2 separate regions of the Rattus norvegicus genome follow, and region 1 is linked to region 2. The links are chromatin contacts, called in public Hi-C maps. All regions are on one chromosome and are shown on one strand. Each heading gives the region's core, a stretch centred on a gene start, on an enhancer-like site or on the middle of the called end of the contact. The rest is flanking DNA. Distances are from core to core; before and after follow the strand shown.

Region 1 (3,468 bases), core at 832-3,331, 39 kb after region 2:
CTGCTTCAAGCGGCACCTGGGAAATGGCACCACCCCCCTCCATCCCGGTTTCAGCTCACCTGTGGGTGGCCTAAGAGTGACAGGTGGAGCACGTGGCTGATTGAAAGTCACTCGAGGTGGATCCGGGTTTAGGGGTCTGGTGTTGTAGCGGAGGTCAGAAGCTGAATAGTGGTAACCAGGGCCAGCTGGACAGATCTCCCGAAAACCCTCTGGGAACGAGGCAAGGAGAGGGCGGGAGAGGAGACCAAATGCAATCTTGTGAGTTGTGAGTAGGCCTTGGCTGGGAACAGAGCTTGAACTGAGATAGTGTCAGGAGTCTGGCTCATATGCTGGATGGAGTAGTGTACCGACCAAAGAATTAGATGTTTCAGAAGCCAATGGTGGAGCTGGGAGAGTTTTCCTTTAGGGATGGTGGCAGAGTTCTCTGGTCAGCATAGCTTTGAGGTCTCAGGGATGGGCGTGGCTAAAGAGAAGCCCAGCATTGATGAAGTGTTGGGAGTGTGGCCAAGGCACTGCCCGGTTTGAAGCCGCTGAACTTTAGAGGTGGAGAGCATGGCCTATGACTCTGGTCTGTGTATATCTGTTAAGAAGGGATGGGTTGGAAAGATTTGCTCACCTGAACCATAAGGTGGACAGAGCTGGCAGCCTCGGCCCCACGCCTTGCCCACGCGGCTACAGCAGCAGATCTGTTTGGTGATATTTCGAAGAATGGGCAGCGAGCATCCGCCATCTTGGAGCACTCTGTAGCAGGGCCCCTTTGCCTCCGAGATCACGTGTTGGGCTGGGGGAGTGGGAGGAAATTCTTCAGGGTGTGGTGGGAAGTACAGCGGTTCTGTGTGTGTGTGTGTGTGTGTGTGTGTGTGTGTGTGTGTGTGTGTGTGTGTGTGTGTGTGTGATTGAATGGCCCCTGGGAGAGGATTTAGTAAGTGGGAGGGGCATTTAGGGAGGTCTGAGAGAGACCCGAGAGCGCCCAGGATTCAGTAAGGCATAAATGAGAGTCTGAATATAAAAATCTGAACGCTATCTAGAGGTCAAGAGGTCGAGAGAATTTGGAGGTCTTAAAGGAACTCAAGATCCTGGGAGTCCTCATGAGGGGCTTGGCTGTAAGGTTAGAAGGCTGGAAGTGGAGCATCTGAAATCAGCACAGAGAACCTAAGGTCCAGAATAAACCCAAGGGGGATCTGAAAGTCTAGAAGGGTTTGGAGTATCTGAGGGAATTAAGAATTAAGAAATATTCTGGGATGTTTTTCTAAGGTCATGAGCAATTTAGGAGCCAGCTTCAGAGCCCCTCCCCCTTTCCTGGTGGCTCACAGATGCAGCTGCTGCGGGAAGAGTCTAGGAGGAAACCATCCGGACATACACACGTGTACCCGCCACGAGTGTTGGCACACTCTCCGTGTTGGCAACGCCCACCTGTGGCGCACTCATCCACATCTGCAAGAGTTGAGGAAGTTTTTGGCCAGTCTGGGACTACTACTAAGTCCCTGGCAGCCCAGCCTTGAAAGACAAGGCCTCCCATTCCCCGCCGTCCCCTGCTGTGCCTACCTACACAGGACCCATTAACTCTTTCGAATCCGGTTGGACAAAGCCCATTTGGACCACTCACTCGGTTGGAGTTCCCTGTGGAGAAAGGAGGGATCGGGCACGGACAGGTTGGCAGAGAGATAACCAGGCAGTTTTGATGAGAGATGAAATGGGAGGGACTAAAAGGAGTGAAGTGTGGTCTGAAGTAGAGTCAGCCCCTCCACTGGCAGCTCAGAAGTAAGGTCGTATGCACTGATGAGTCAAAGGCACAAAAGCCATTTGTAAAGTGATCAAATTTGGAAATAGGGTAAATGAACTCAACGGTATAGAAAAACCTAGATAGACATGACCACCCCCAAGGTAGGTAGATATAGCTAGAATTTGTGACTAGGGTTTATCTGGGCCCGAAGGAGAAGAGGCGAGGTTTGGGGACAACCCAAGGCTTCTTACCCAAGTGTTCCGCGCACGGGTGACAATCATGAACACCCCAGGCCAAGCCCTCCCCTCGGCAGCATACTTCCTGCGTCCGGAGTCCCGGCAGCGGCGATGCACACTGTAGAAGTGAAGCGTGAGCGCGCCCCCGCGTGGCGGTATGCTTTAGGGGGTTACCCCCCACCCGCGGGCCTCGTCTCACTTCGCTTCCGCGCAGTTCCCTGAAACAGTAACCAAAGCCGGAGGCGTCTGAGTAGCCGTCCTCGCGTGGCGCGCTCTGTGCCAGCACTGTGTAGGGCGCCGCCGCCTCGGCCCGTGCTGCCGCTTCAGCCCTGGCTAGGGCTTCAGAGTTCGCCTCCTCCCAGGGGCCAGACACACGTTCCACCTGGTGCACCACCACCGATGCCTCCTGAGGGTGCTCCACGTGCACACTCACCATCGATGCTACGCCTGAGCAGAGGCAAGACGGACAATGGACTATAACTACACGAGCTCTGACTTGCTAGGAGTAGATTGGAGAGGTGAGCCGAGTATGGGTGCTTGATATTGGGGGGTGGGGTGTCGTGGTAATGTAATACGGTCTGCAATTTTCAGTGATACACCTGCCTCTGCATCCCAAGTGGTGGGATTACAGGTGGAAGCCACCAAATCGGGCTTGGGAGGGTAGCAGAGAAGGCAACAAACTTGGTTAGAGAATGGTCAGGTTCCTGAGGAAAGCAGGATCACAGGCCTTTCGGCTAAATTCTCCTCACCGTGTTCATCATCGCGGTGATTGGCTAGTGGCATTGTGTAAACCGAACGGGTAAGGCCCGGCATGGCTGGGGCCGGGGGCCGGGCCCCCGAAGAATGCAATTGACAGAATTTGCCAGCGAAGTCCGGGGGGCAAAGGCAGCGGTCAGGCTTCACACACACACCACCGTTGTGACAGATCAAGGGACATAGAACTGAGAAGAAAGCAAGGACACAAAAAAATCAGTACTGTGCCTGGCAGACAGTTCGCTCAGCTAACTGACTCAGTCCCCAGCGCTGTAGCGACGGCCTCAAGATACATCATCCTACATCCCTCCATCGTAGGTGTCTTTTTCCTTTTGTTTGCTTTTGTTTTAAGATGGGGGCTAATGAAGCCCAGGCTAGCCTTGAAATTCACTATACAGCCGATGCTTTAACTCTTGACTCCTGCCTCCGATTCCTAATTTTGGGGATTATAGCAGTATGCCACCACAACAACCTTCCCCAAATCTGGCTGACTACCACTTGTGGGTCAGGTTGCGCAGCTATCACATAGTCCCGCCTACTACATGGGCTTACTCTGCCTCCTCCCTCCACCTTCATTCACTTTCCCATTTTCTGGCTGAGTTCGGGTGTTCCAGCCCCGCCCAGACAGTGCTATCCCCGCCCACTGGATTACCTTCGCTCAACAGCAAACCAACATTTCCCCTTTCTATCTCTGCAGGAATCCAAAATGTCCAGGCTTTTCCCATTGGCCAGGCACTCCTCTTTAGTCCCGCCCAC
Region 2 (3,702 bases), core at 907-3,406:
CCCAGAGCCTTATTCATAAGCCTGGGGGAGTTTTGTTTGCTTGATGTGGGTATTTTACTGTCAAGTGCGTGCACATGCTTGCCTGGTATATACAAAGGCCAGCAGAGGACACTGGTTCCCCCAGAACTGAGGGTACAGATGGTTGTAGGCCACCATGTGGGTGCTGGGAACTGAACTTGGATCCTCTGGAAGAGCAGCCGGTGCCTGTAACCACCAAGCCATCTCTCCAGCCCTCCTTTTTAAACTGGATGATGATGTATGGCAGTAGCAAGGTAAGATCTCATAGTCTTCATGTTTCCCGTGTGTTTCTCCTTGGCACGATGAATATCTGACAGAATAACTAAGGGGGAGGGGACTTGAAGGAGCGCGAGCCAGCCTGGGGGAGAAGGCATGGTGGCCGATCTCAAGGAGAGACTTGAATGCTGGTTCTGAGAGGCTCACCTCCATTTTATTCCATCTGGGACCCCTCTGTATGGAATGTGGTACCATTCATATTTAGGGTCATTTTGACTGAATTAACCTTATTACAGTAAGCCCAAAGGCTTGATTCTAAATCCCATGAAGGGCCAGTGAGATGGCTCAGGTAAAAGGTGCTTTCAGCCAAACTGGATGATGTGAGTTCAACCCCTGGGGACCATGACCTAAGCAGTGGTGGGAAGGGGAGAAACAACTCCTTAAGTTGTCCTCTGATCAACAACACACACACACACAGACACACACACACACAGAGACACACACACACATACACATACACACACATGCACACATAGACACACACACACATACACACAGAGACACACACAAAGACACATACACACAGAGACACATACACATACACAGAGAGAGAGACACACACACACATACACATACACACACAAACACATACACACATAGACACACACACACAGACAGACACACACACATACACATACACACATGGGCACACACATACACAGAGACACACACAAAGACACACACAGACACACACACACATACACATACAGAGACACACACATACACACATACACACAGAGACACATACATACACACACATATACATATACACATACACACATAGACACACACATACACAGAGACACACACAGACACATACACACACACACACACACACACACACACCACTTTGAAAGTTTTAATCCCACTAAACTGACAAGACTAAACATTACATGAATCAGGGCTTTATTTATTCTCCTAAGGTAGGGTCTCTCTGTGTAGCTCTGGCTGAACCTAGTAATCACTGTATAGCCCAGTGTGGCCTCTAACTTTTGGCAGGTGCTCTGCCTCGGTGACTCGATGACAGAATTGCAGATGTGTGCCATCACACTCAGTTTGAACAACACTTTTCTTGAATCTGGCAGCTTAGGCTACTTGGTCACCTGGGCACCCTCAAACCCTAGCTTTCTGTAGCATGGCCAGGCTGGGTGGGGCTGCCTATTGGTCAATTATTATCTGCTCACTTTGCCCCTGTTGTGTCCCAGAGGTGGGTTTCCTGGGACAAAGTGTAGTCCCTTAGTGTCGCATGCTGTACTCCTTTCTTCCTTTCCTTCTTTTTTTTCTTTTTTTCTTTTTTTTTGAGTATCACAAAAGTTTAGCAAAAAGTTTCATATGCAAATGTACATGGGCTGGAGAGATGGCTCAGCAGTTAAGAGCACTGACTGCTCTCCCAGAGGTCCTGAGTTCAAATCCCAGCAACCACATGGTGGCTCACAACCATCTGTAATGAGATCTGATGCCCTCTTCTGGTGTGCCTGAAGACAGCAACAGTGTACTCATATACATAAAATAAATGAATAAATCTTTAAAAAATAGATTAAAAAAAAGAAAAAGAAAATGTACACAACCTAATTCTACATCACAATCCAGCACGCCTTTGGGGAGGGATGTGGACACACTGTGGAACACTGATTAGGCTCTTTCCAAGGCTTCTAACATGACGATGCTGTTTCCTCGGATGACCACCACCCCACTGTTGTTCTGTTGCCCACTGTTTCCCATCTCCACACACTCATCAACCACAAGGTTCATAAAGGGATCAAAGCCCCGCAGTACTCCTCGTACACGCCTGCCGCCGTCTAACTTCAATGACAACTTCCCGTCCATAACCTTTCTCCGTTCGGGAGGGTGGCCTTCGCTCATGGCGGCTCCTCAGTGAGCTCAGCACAACGGCAAAGGAGTTGCATGCTGTATTCTTTCCAGGGTTCATTTCTATCCGAAGTTTCAGGCATTGGCTGTGTGGCGGGGATCTTAAAGTTTATCCCTAGCAGCCAGCCAGTTACAGCCACCCAGGTTTGTAATTCCAGCACAGAGGAGGCTAAACGGGAGAATTTCTGTGTGTTTGGGGCCAGCTTGAGTTACTATGTATTGAGTTACAAGTCGGCCTGTACTACAGAGTGAGATCTAGTCGTAAATAGAGGTCTAGAGGGGCTGGAGGGGCAGCTCAGGGGTTAAGAGCATTTGTTGCTCTTGAAGAGGACCATGGTTTGATTCTTAGCACCCACTCAGGGGCTGACAACCACCTGTCTGTCCGTGTGTGTGTCTGTACACCACAAAATGGCACTGGATCCCATAAGACTCCATACAGTTATAAACAATTGTGAGCAAATCTACATTACAGTTCTCTAGAGTCACAGAACCTATAGAACAACTCTCTCCATATATATACATATATATGTATGCATGCATACATATACATATATGGAATTTGTTGAAATGGCTTACAGGCTGCAGTCCAACTAGTTCAACAATGGCTAGCTGTGAACAGAACGCCCAAGAGTCTAGTCATTGCTCAGTCTCACAAGGTTGGGTGTTTCAGCTGGGCTTCTGTATATGCTGGAACCCCGAAATGGTAGGCTATGTGGGCGCTGGGAATTGACATCTGGAAGACCCACAGACCTATGCACATAACTGAAAATTAAAGGCTGTATCTGTGTGTCTATCCTGACAGGGAAGAGCCAGCTTGTGCTGGCTTTACTTGCTGACACATGCAGCTCGCTTTGACGTGAGCCAGTGTGAATGGGTTTCTGCTTCTCACAGCTGAGTACATCCAGAAAAGAAAAAAGACATTCTCTCTAGCCTCTGAGTCACGAATCCAATGTGGAAATAACAAACAGCAGTGTAATCTCACTTTAACTGTATGAGGTCACCTTAGCTCGGGGTCAGGCAGAGTCTGCCGAGTTTTTGATCGTTCTCTGCCAATGCATCCGCACCCTTTGGCCCAGGAATCCCACCTCTGGGACACACCAGGATGTGCATGGGGGCGTTATTTATAATGGGAGGAAATTGGGGACGGCCTCAATGTCTGGCAACGCTGCCCTGTTGAGTAAACAGAGAGCAAACGTTGGAGATTGTGTTTATACAGAGACGTTTTAAGCGGGGAAAAGCTTACATTTTAAGAAGGGGGAAAATGTAGGGCTGTATAAACAATTTGATCATGTAGTTATGTAAAAACACACATATACGAGCATAAGAGGGTCACATAGAAAAGAATGAACTGAAGGATACTAAAATATTCAAAATACTAAGGAAGCAGTGGTGTAGGCTGGGGAGCCATCAGGCCTTTCATCTTTCTTTCCTTCTGTCTTTTCTTACCCCCTCGCCCCCTTCTTTCTGAGACAGCACTTTTTTGTAACCCAGGCTAGACCCAAAATTAATATGTAGCCTAGGCTAGATTTGAACTCATGG

What was found. A called contact is a pair of places that touch in the nucleus more often than the background predicts.
Region 1: a contact with region 2 is called in a Hi-C map of psoas muscle, with 2.9 times the contacts expected there. The contact joins the enhancer-like site here to the promoter of LOC120099778 in region 2. A contact is called at or near these places in 7 of 12 Hi-C or Micro-C datasets (the Rat2 cell line, Schwann cells, frontal cortex and 4 more).

What each region holds. Positions count from the first base shown.
Region 1 is chr1:91,749,535-91,753,002 of GRCr8, forward strand. It overlaps Ltbp4 (latent transforming growth factor beta binding protein 4), which reads right to left. Exons shown (of 33, transcript NM_001170336.1): 5 at 2,709-2,900; 6 at 2,159-2,406; 7 at 1,975-2,077; 8 at 1,546-1,620; 9 at 1,312-1,434; 10 at 617-781; 11 at 60-209. Among named protein-coding and RNA genes, the nearest start is that of Ltbp4, 8.5 kb to the right of the region's middle. Within about 2 kb of position 2,082, at least 5 of the 93 cell types and tissues checked have an H3K27ac peak or open chromatin away from gene starts, as enhancers often do.
Region 2 is chr1:91,710,550-91,714,251 of GRCr8, forward strand. It overlaps LOC120099778 (small nuclear ribonucleoprotein G-like), which reads right to left and starts at 2,157. Exons shown (of 1, transcript XM_039100838.2): 1 at 1,637-2,157. The coding sequence starts at 2,157. The coding sequence ends at 1,927. All of the region lies in intron 2 of LOC120099779 (a long non-coding RNA gene), which reads left to right.